Linked DNA regions of Mus musculus: region 2 is linked to region 1. A link is a contact called in public Hi-C data. All regions are on one chromosome and are shown on one strand. Each heading gives the region's core, a stretch centred on a gene start, on an enhancer-like site or on the middle of the called end of the contact. The rest is flanking DNA. Distances are from core to core; before and after follow the strand shown.

Region 1 (3,526 bases), core at 816-3,315:
CTGTATGCCCTATGCATTTCATAATGGGGGAAAGTCTGAGCCTAACCTTGCTGGATTCTGCCTAGTACATGGATCTTTCCAAATATGTTTGTTCTGCAACCTCTGCTGTAGTACATATTAGCACTAAGAAAACTTGGTATGAAGTCTTGCAACTTCTGAAAACTCAGCGGACCTGAAGACCTTATGAGACCCCTAGAAGCATGACATTGTTGTTGGTCTTATTGGTCAACAATTGTGCTGCCAAAATTAGAGATCTATGTGCAAGACAAGATTGATAAACTGAAGCCTAAATATCCTCTTATGCAAAAGAAAAAATAACTCAACTTGGATTGTTGATTAAAATATAGTTATAGAACTTTTAGAAGAGAATCTGAGAGACAATGTCATAAACTGAAGTTTAATGAAGGGTAGACAATACATCAAATGCACAATACAAAAAGGGGAAAGGTCAATGTCATTGAAACATTCATGTAATTTTGTTCTCTGAAAGACTATGCAAAAAGGATGAAAAATAGTCTACAGACAGAGCATAATTGTGAAACACCAGAATGTACTTTAAAAAATCCTTTAACCTAGGTAACCAACCCCAAATTTTAAATAGGCAAAAGACTTAAACAAACACATCATCAGCAATGATACACATGACACATATATTCATAAGAGATGTTCAACATCACCAGTCAAGGGAGAAATCCAAATTAAAAACACAGTGAGATGCTACTATGCACCTATCCAAATAGCTAACACAAAAAATGAATCAAATGCTAATAAGGACAGTAAATAGGAGTCATGCACAATGAGAGAAAAAATAATATAACCACTTTTGGACTAACTCTGGTAATTTCTGAAAACACTAAACATACAGTTACCATGTGGCCTAAATAATAACACCCCTAGGTATTTATCCCAGAAAAAATTAATTTCATATTCACCTCAAATCCTATCCACAAATGGGATGCTTATTATTTCAGAAGGCAGGGATCTGAAGTTGAAACAATCACAAGGTCAAGGCTAGCCTGAGCTACACAGAGAGCTCCTATCTGAAAACAAAACAAATTCTGCTCAAATGTTCACAATCAGTTTAATATCCCCAATTAGAAGCAAACTAAATATTCTTCATCTTGTAAATAATTAAATATATTCTTCTATAACTGATAATGTGGACTACTACTTAACAACAAAAAGAAACCGACCATTGACATATCCAACAGCTTGAATAGATCTTAAGGACACCATGTTCAATAAATAGTAAATTGTGGAATGATTAGACACCATATGTTTCTATTTATACAACATTCTCCAAACAAACTAGAGAGATAGGGAGCATTTAAGTGGCTGTCAAGAAGGAGGTGGTGGGAAGAGTGAACATAAAAATGAAAGGACATGGGGACATTTCCCTTGGATGTGGTGGCAGTGTTGGTTACAGAAATAAGTATCTTCTGGAAAATGCCATATATTTAATCATAAGTCCATTCAAAAATGGTGTGTGGGTGCTGAAACAGATAAAACCCGAGTAAGCTATATAACCTAGGTATATTATGTTAACTGATCTTCCTCAGACTGGAGGGAAATCCTGTGGTCCTGGGATAGAGAGGTCTGTGGAGGGGCACAGATTTCTCACTTGGTATTTGAGAGTGAAGTGGGATGTGGCTTGTTCTTTCAAGTGGACTGAAAAGCTGCAAAGTGGATCGACTGGGGCTATAGGGAAGATTTGCTATTTCCAGAGTGAAGTATCAAGGCTGAAGTGATGCTCACAGGAAGCCTGAGCAGACAGGAAACCCACAGTCAGTAAACAGGAAGGAACAAGTCCTCCAATTGTTCAGTCTCCTCTCTACTAATCCCCAGTGAAAGAACAAGTCCTCCAGTTATTCAGTCTCCTCTCTACTAATCCCCAGTGGGAAAACCTACAACTGAGTCAGTCAACAAGGCAGAGATTCTGTTTGCCCTGTGCTCTTGCTAGCCTAACAAAGCAGGGTAGCAGAGAATAGGTTTAGGGTTGAGACAGTAACTTAGTGACTGGCAAACCTAGCTGGGGTAAAGGTACTTTAGCTAGCCTCCACCCCACCCCTGAATCTCCTAATCACCCTTTTATCATCTTAAGCATTATTTGTCAGTTCCTCTTGCATTATGTAAGGCAAGTTCTTACCAGTGGAGTAGAGGTGGAATAGTGAAGTACCAGAGCCACTAGTACCTCAACAGATCTGTAAATCTCTGACACTCGAAGAAAAGGGGACACACCATACATAGTTGCCATGAAACTGTCAAGGGACATTTTAAATGTGCCAGCAAGGAGCTTACAAGTGATTATCAAGACTGTAGTCTGAATACAAATATGATACCTGTCAGCTCAGCCCTTGGGATATAAAGAGAGAAGGATCAGAGGTTCAAGGTCATCCTTGGCTATAAGTAAATTTTAGGTCAACCTACGATACATGAGTCTTTGTCTTTAAAACAATATATTTTAAGAGTCCACCTCACTCATCAACAGGACTATCATCAATAACACAATGGCAACAAATGCTATTCTACATGAAATTCTGTCTCCAAAATCCCAGAAAAGAGAAGGAGTAGAGGGAGGAAGGAGGATAGGGAAAGAGAAAAGAGAGGAGAGGAGAGACCTCTACTCTGAGTCAAAGTTGGTGGCCAAGCTGTGTTCCCAGCTACTCAGGAGGTTGAGATAGGAGGGTCCATGAGTTCAAGGCCTCACTGGCCCACGGTAAACCCGGAGCCAGCCTGCTAGTGATACTCTGTTTCAAAATAAAAAGGAAAGTCTGTGTACAGGGATGCTCTGGTTTCAATCTCCAGCACCATACACACCACACACACACACACACACACACACTATGCTGAAATGCAAGCCACTTTTCATATAAGAAGAAATGTTCCTTTTACCTTTTGAACTTTCAGATCATTTAGCTGAGGAAAATGGATGTTCTTAAGTGTTTTAGAGAATTTATTCATGCATTCTAAATTGGAGCATACTTAGCACTGATAATTCTCCTGGCTTAATGTTGCAGCTATATTCTAATAGCACACCATTAAAGTTATTAAGAAAATCTGTGTCATTTTATGTAAAATACACTGGGTGTGGAGGAAAAAATTATGATGAACTCTAAAGCTTCTCCCTTCACCTCAAGGATCCATCTTCAGACATTTATTAAAATTATATGATAACACACAAATCTGAAATTCAACAGTTAAATTCAGTTCCTTTATTTGACAAAGAAATAAAAGGTGAGAGTTTGCTAAGTGAATGGCCTTAAGCAACAATTTTACATAAAACTCTATGCAAAATTCTCCCAAATATGGGTTATATTCAAGAACATGCAGGCAGAAAGATTTTTCTACTTTAGTCAAAGAGAAAATGTCACCTAAATTATTCTGTCCTGGGCTAGGGAGATGGGTTAGCAAATGAAAACGCTTGTTACAGAAGTCTCACAAACCTGAAGATCTGTGTTTGGATCTTCAGTGCCCACATAAAAAGATGGGATGTGGTAGCAAGCATCTATAATTACAGCCTTCCTGC
Region 2 (3,616 bases), core at 746-3,245, 50 kb before region 1:
GAGGGGTCAAAGGGTTCGATGTCGGGGAACTGGCTGTCTAACTGCAGCGGGTGGAGGGGGCGGGGCAAGTGCATCTATTTCAGCCAAGGAATCGTGTGATAGGAAACGGTGACAATGAGTCACAGGGCAGCGGGGAGCGAGCCCCCCCCCCCTCCGCCCCCCGCACACGCTCGCGGGATGGTTTCTGAGGCGAGCGTGGCCCACTTCAGTTACCTCAGCGTTACACAATCCCCGCCCGCCCGCCCGCCCGCTTGCCTGCCCGCCCGCCCGCGCGGGGGAGGGGCCGCCGGCCCGGGCTGGCTCGAGGGCCTTATGCAACCAGTGCTCTCCTGACCTAATTCCAGGCGGGACCCACCCCACAGGGAGCCTCGGCCCCGGAAGGGACAACTCCCAGAGGCGGGAGCCACGGACTCAGGCGCCCGCAAGCCACCTCCGGTTGGTAAAAGCCAGGAGGACCGCGCGGGAGTTTGGAAAATAGTGCCAAGTTCTTCTGCTGATAGGGGAGGTACCGGCAGGTGTAAGAGCGAGCTCCAAAGTGTCCAGGAAAGACCGTGAACTAGAGACAGTGACACTGAGCAAGACCGAAACAGCGACAAAACTGAGAAAAAAAATGCGCAAAAAAGAGACGAACGGGATAAACTAAGAAACTGGAACCAGGAGGTATAGGAGCAGGAAAGCAAGCAGGAGAGAGGGAAAGAGCACGAGAAAAGAAAAAAAAAGCTATAGGACCAATCAGAAGACTGAGACACAGCTTTTAAAAAAAAGCTAAAGTAGGGAAGACAAACTCCTTGCAATGCCCCCTCCCTCCTCCTCGTGGGCCACGGGCTCTTCCCTCGCCACCCCACCCCCCAGCCCGCGCGCGCGCGCGCGCGCGCGAAACCAAATCAGTCCGGTCCGTCCCCCCGCCCCCGCCTCCCAGCAGGGATCGCTCCCCCGCCCCCCTCGCGTGGCGAGCAAGCCCGCACGGCCCCTGTGGCGGCGCATGGGGGGTGGGGGGGACTCACCTAGACGAACAGCCTCGTTGTACTTGAGCAGAGCTGCCTCCACCTGGTGCTCGCGGAACAGCCGGTTGCCCTCGTGCCGGAGTTGCGACGCCCGCGCGGGGCCCGGGAACAACTTGCCCAGGAGGCCGCTGAGTACCACGTTAACTCGCAGTTGCAGGGGCGCCGGCTGCCCCGCGCGCCGCGGCCCGCGTGCCCTCCCACTGGCCGCCATCAGAGCGGAGAGCTTGACCCCGCACAGAGCGCAGCGCCGATCGGCGGCTCGCCCGCGCTCCAGGCACAGTTTACAAAAGGTGTGGCCGCACCACAGGGACACCGGGTCTGAGAGAAACCCGTGACACTTCTTGCACTTAAAGCCATCCCATACCTCGGGGGCCACGGCCGCGGCCTCCCCTGCCTCTTTCAGCGCCGCGGCGCAGCAGCTCGAAGTGCCGCTCGAGTCGGAGGCCAGCTCCTCTTGCGGGACACTGTCGGCCAAGCAGCGCACTAGCTGCTCCAGCTGCTCCGCTACGAGCTGCTGCCTCTCGGAGAGCTGTCGGTACACCTCGAGGGCTTCCCGAAGGTGCCCCTCAGATGCCAAGGCATCCGCCTGCGTGAGCAGGACTTTGCACTCCAGCGGTGTCGGGACCGCCAGAGGCAGGCTTTGCTCGGGCTCTTGAGCCCCGAGAGCTTGGGAGCCCTCGGGTGTCACCTCCTCCGGGTGGGCGGCTGACTGCCCTGCGGCCGCTGATGTCCCCGGCTCCTCCGGCTCCGCCAGCTCCAAGTTGTTGCTGCCGAGCTCGGCGGACAAGCTCACCATCTGTGCGGTCTGAAGGGAATCCATTGAGAGAAGGAACTGCGGAGGTTGGAGTGAGGAGAGGCGTCTAGGAACAGGGAACTAGCAGGAAAGAGCGGCGGCTGGGAGCGGGCTGCGCGAGCGAGAAGGCGGGATCGCCGCGCGCGCGAGTCTGCCTCGCCTCCCGAGCTCCATGCCGGCTGCCCCGCGCTGCCTAATAACTGTCTTGTCTCAGCGAAGCGTTATATAAAACGCAACCACGTGACTCCTACCACGCTGCTCATTGGCCGGCAGCGGGGAAATTGTTACAAAACCAGACAGTTTTGTAACAGCTTTGCGCTTGCTTCTTTTGGCTTGGCTTTTCTTGGCTTGTTTTTTGAGGTTGTTTGCATTTACTCTTTCTTTCTCACTTGTGATTTTGGGTCCTTTCTGGACTGGGGAGAGGTACACAACCTCTTCTTCCACGCTTTTCCAGCTCTAAACTCTTTGCCATCCCACCTCAAAAGTAGTCTGCAAACAGGTCCGCTCTGCCAGCCGCTTGTTGGAGTCCCCCCGCCCGAGAGAGGCCGGTCCCTATCGGCTCCAGTCACAGAAGTTGCTGGAATGCCAGGCTCCCCTCCAGGGGGCGATGGCTGATGTCTGCAAAGGCACCTAGGGACACCCAAGAAGTCCTCATTTGTTCCCTAGAAGAGCGTTAAGTGCCCCTGCTGAAGCTCCTGGGTTTCCTGAGGGATTCCCCCAAAAGAGACTTAGTGCAGTTTTAGGAGAGTTCTTTGTTTCTTACCAAGACAGCGAATCATGAGCAAATGGTCCAGCGGATAAAACAAGTTAGGCAGTCCGTGCTGGGCAGCAAGGGAAGAACGCACATCTTATAATCCTATATTAGATTGCTCATTGGGACCCCAGGGAGGCGCCCTCCGGTTCTCCTCCTCTTCCCTCCCACCCCCAACTCAGGGACCAGTGCTGGAGCGGGCACCCCCCTGGAGATTCACTGGCTCCAGGACCCAGAGACCAGATGGGCACCACCTTGAGAGCTGAGTTTGCTGAGTTCGCTGTAAACTCGGGGGGGGGGGCGGGGGGGGAGCGTGAGGGAAGCAGAGGGAAGATACAAGCCCAAGACAGCAAATCCAGAAAAAAAAATCAGAGAATTCAGTCACAGCCCAGCTGCTAAACAGCCTCCAGGTTCACAGAAGCTGACTTCTGGCAGGCCGTGCCTAACCTTAGGGTTTGTGCCCTTGCGCTAGGTTGAACACAAGTTGTAGTGCCTGGCTTGGGCTGAGGAGTGGGGCGGGAAATTCCCAACCAGGCACCCCTTAAAAAAATGCCAGACTGCTCACAAACTACACAAGGATTTGTTTACTGCTGGCCTTTGCATTTCAGACAAGAGCCATGAACAAAATGAACCGGCAGGGTTCTGGAGTACCCCACTTCAGGATAGACTGCTTCAAGAAGGAAGGCTGAGTTCAGTCAGGCTTGCTCTCAATTGTCTTCCTCCTCCCTCCCGCGCCTACAGGTCCTGGAGAGTGCTCAAATTAAGATTCCAAGCTGAGTGTCTCCAAGTTGCCTCCTGCTGTGGTCATTTAGCTGGGGGGTCTTGGGCAATATCATCTAAACCTATTATTTTCACTTCTAAACAAATGTCTGGGATGGTTTTAGCTGGGATTAAGTCTTGTTTCAGAGCTGGAATGATAGACTCTTTGCCAGCATTGAGGTCCTTAATCCAGCCTTAAGCCAACAAACACCAAGATCCTGGAGAATAAGTATAGACAATGTGCAGCACACTTCAGGGCAGCCCCCCCCCCCCCCGGTCAGACAGGACACGGAGGGACAGAGTAGAGAA

What was found. A called contact is a pair of places that touch in the nucleus more often than the background predicts.
Region 2: a Hi-C map of bone marrow-derived macrophages shows a contact between it and region 1, with 2.7 times the contacts expected there. The contact joins the promoter of Lonrf3 here to the enhancer-like site in region 1. A contact is called at or near these places in 5 of 39 promoter capture datasets (the 3T3-L1 cell line, hippocampal neurons, liver and 1 more), 5 of 484 Hi-C or Micro-C datasets (bone marrow-derived macrophages, brain, embryonic fibroblasts and 2 more), 2 of 115 datasets of contacts at active chromatin or transcription factors (bone marrow-derived macrophages and memory CD8 T cells) and 3 of 9 other capture datasets (adipose tissue, liver and macrophages).

Annotation. Positions count from the first base shown.
Region 1 is chrX:36,277,225-36,280,750 of GRCm38.p6, reverse strand. No RefSeq gene overlaps it. Among named protein-coding and RNA genes, the nearest start is that of Lonrf3, 49 kb to the left of the region's middle. Within about 2 kb of position 2,065, at least 13 of the 459 cell types and tissues checked have an H3K27ac peak or open chromatin away from gene starts, as enhancers often do. A contact at or near this core is called in bone marrow-derived macrophages and memory CD8 T cells, where this site is marked.
Region 2 is chrX:36,326,788-36,330,403 of GRCm38.p6, reverse strand. It overlaps Lonrf3 (LON peptidase N-terminal domain and ring finger 3), which reads right to left and starts at 1,995. Exons shown (of 11, transcript NM_028894.1): 1 at 1,005-1,995. The coding sequence starts at 1,824.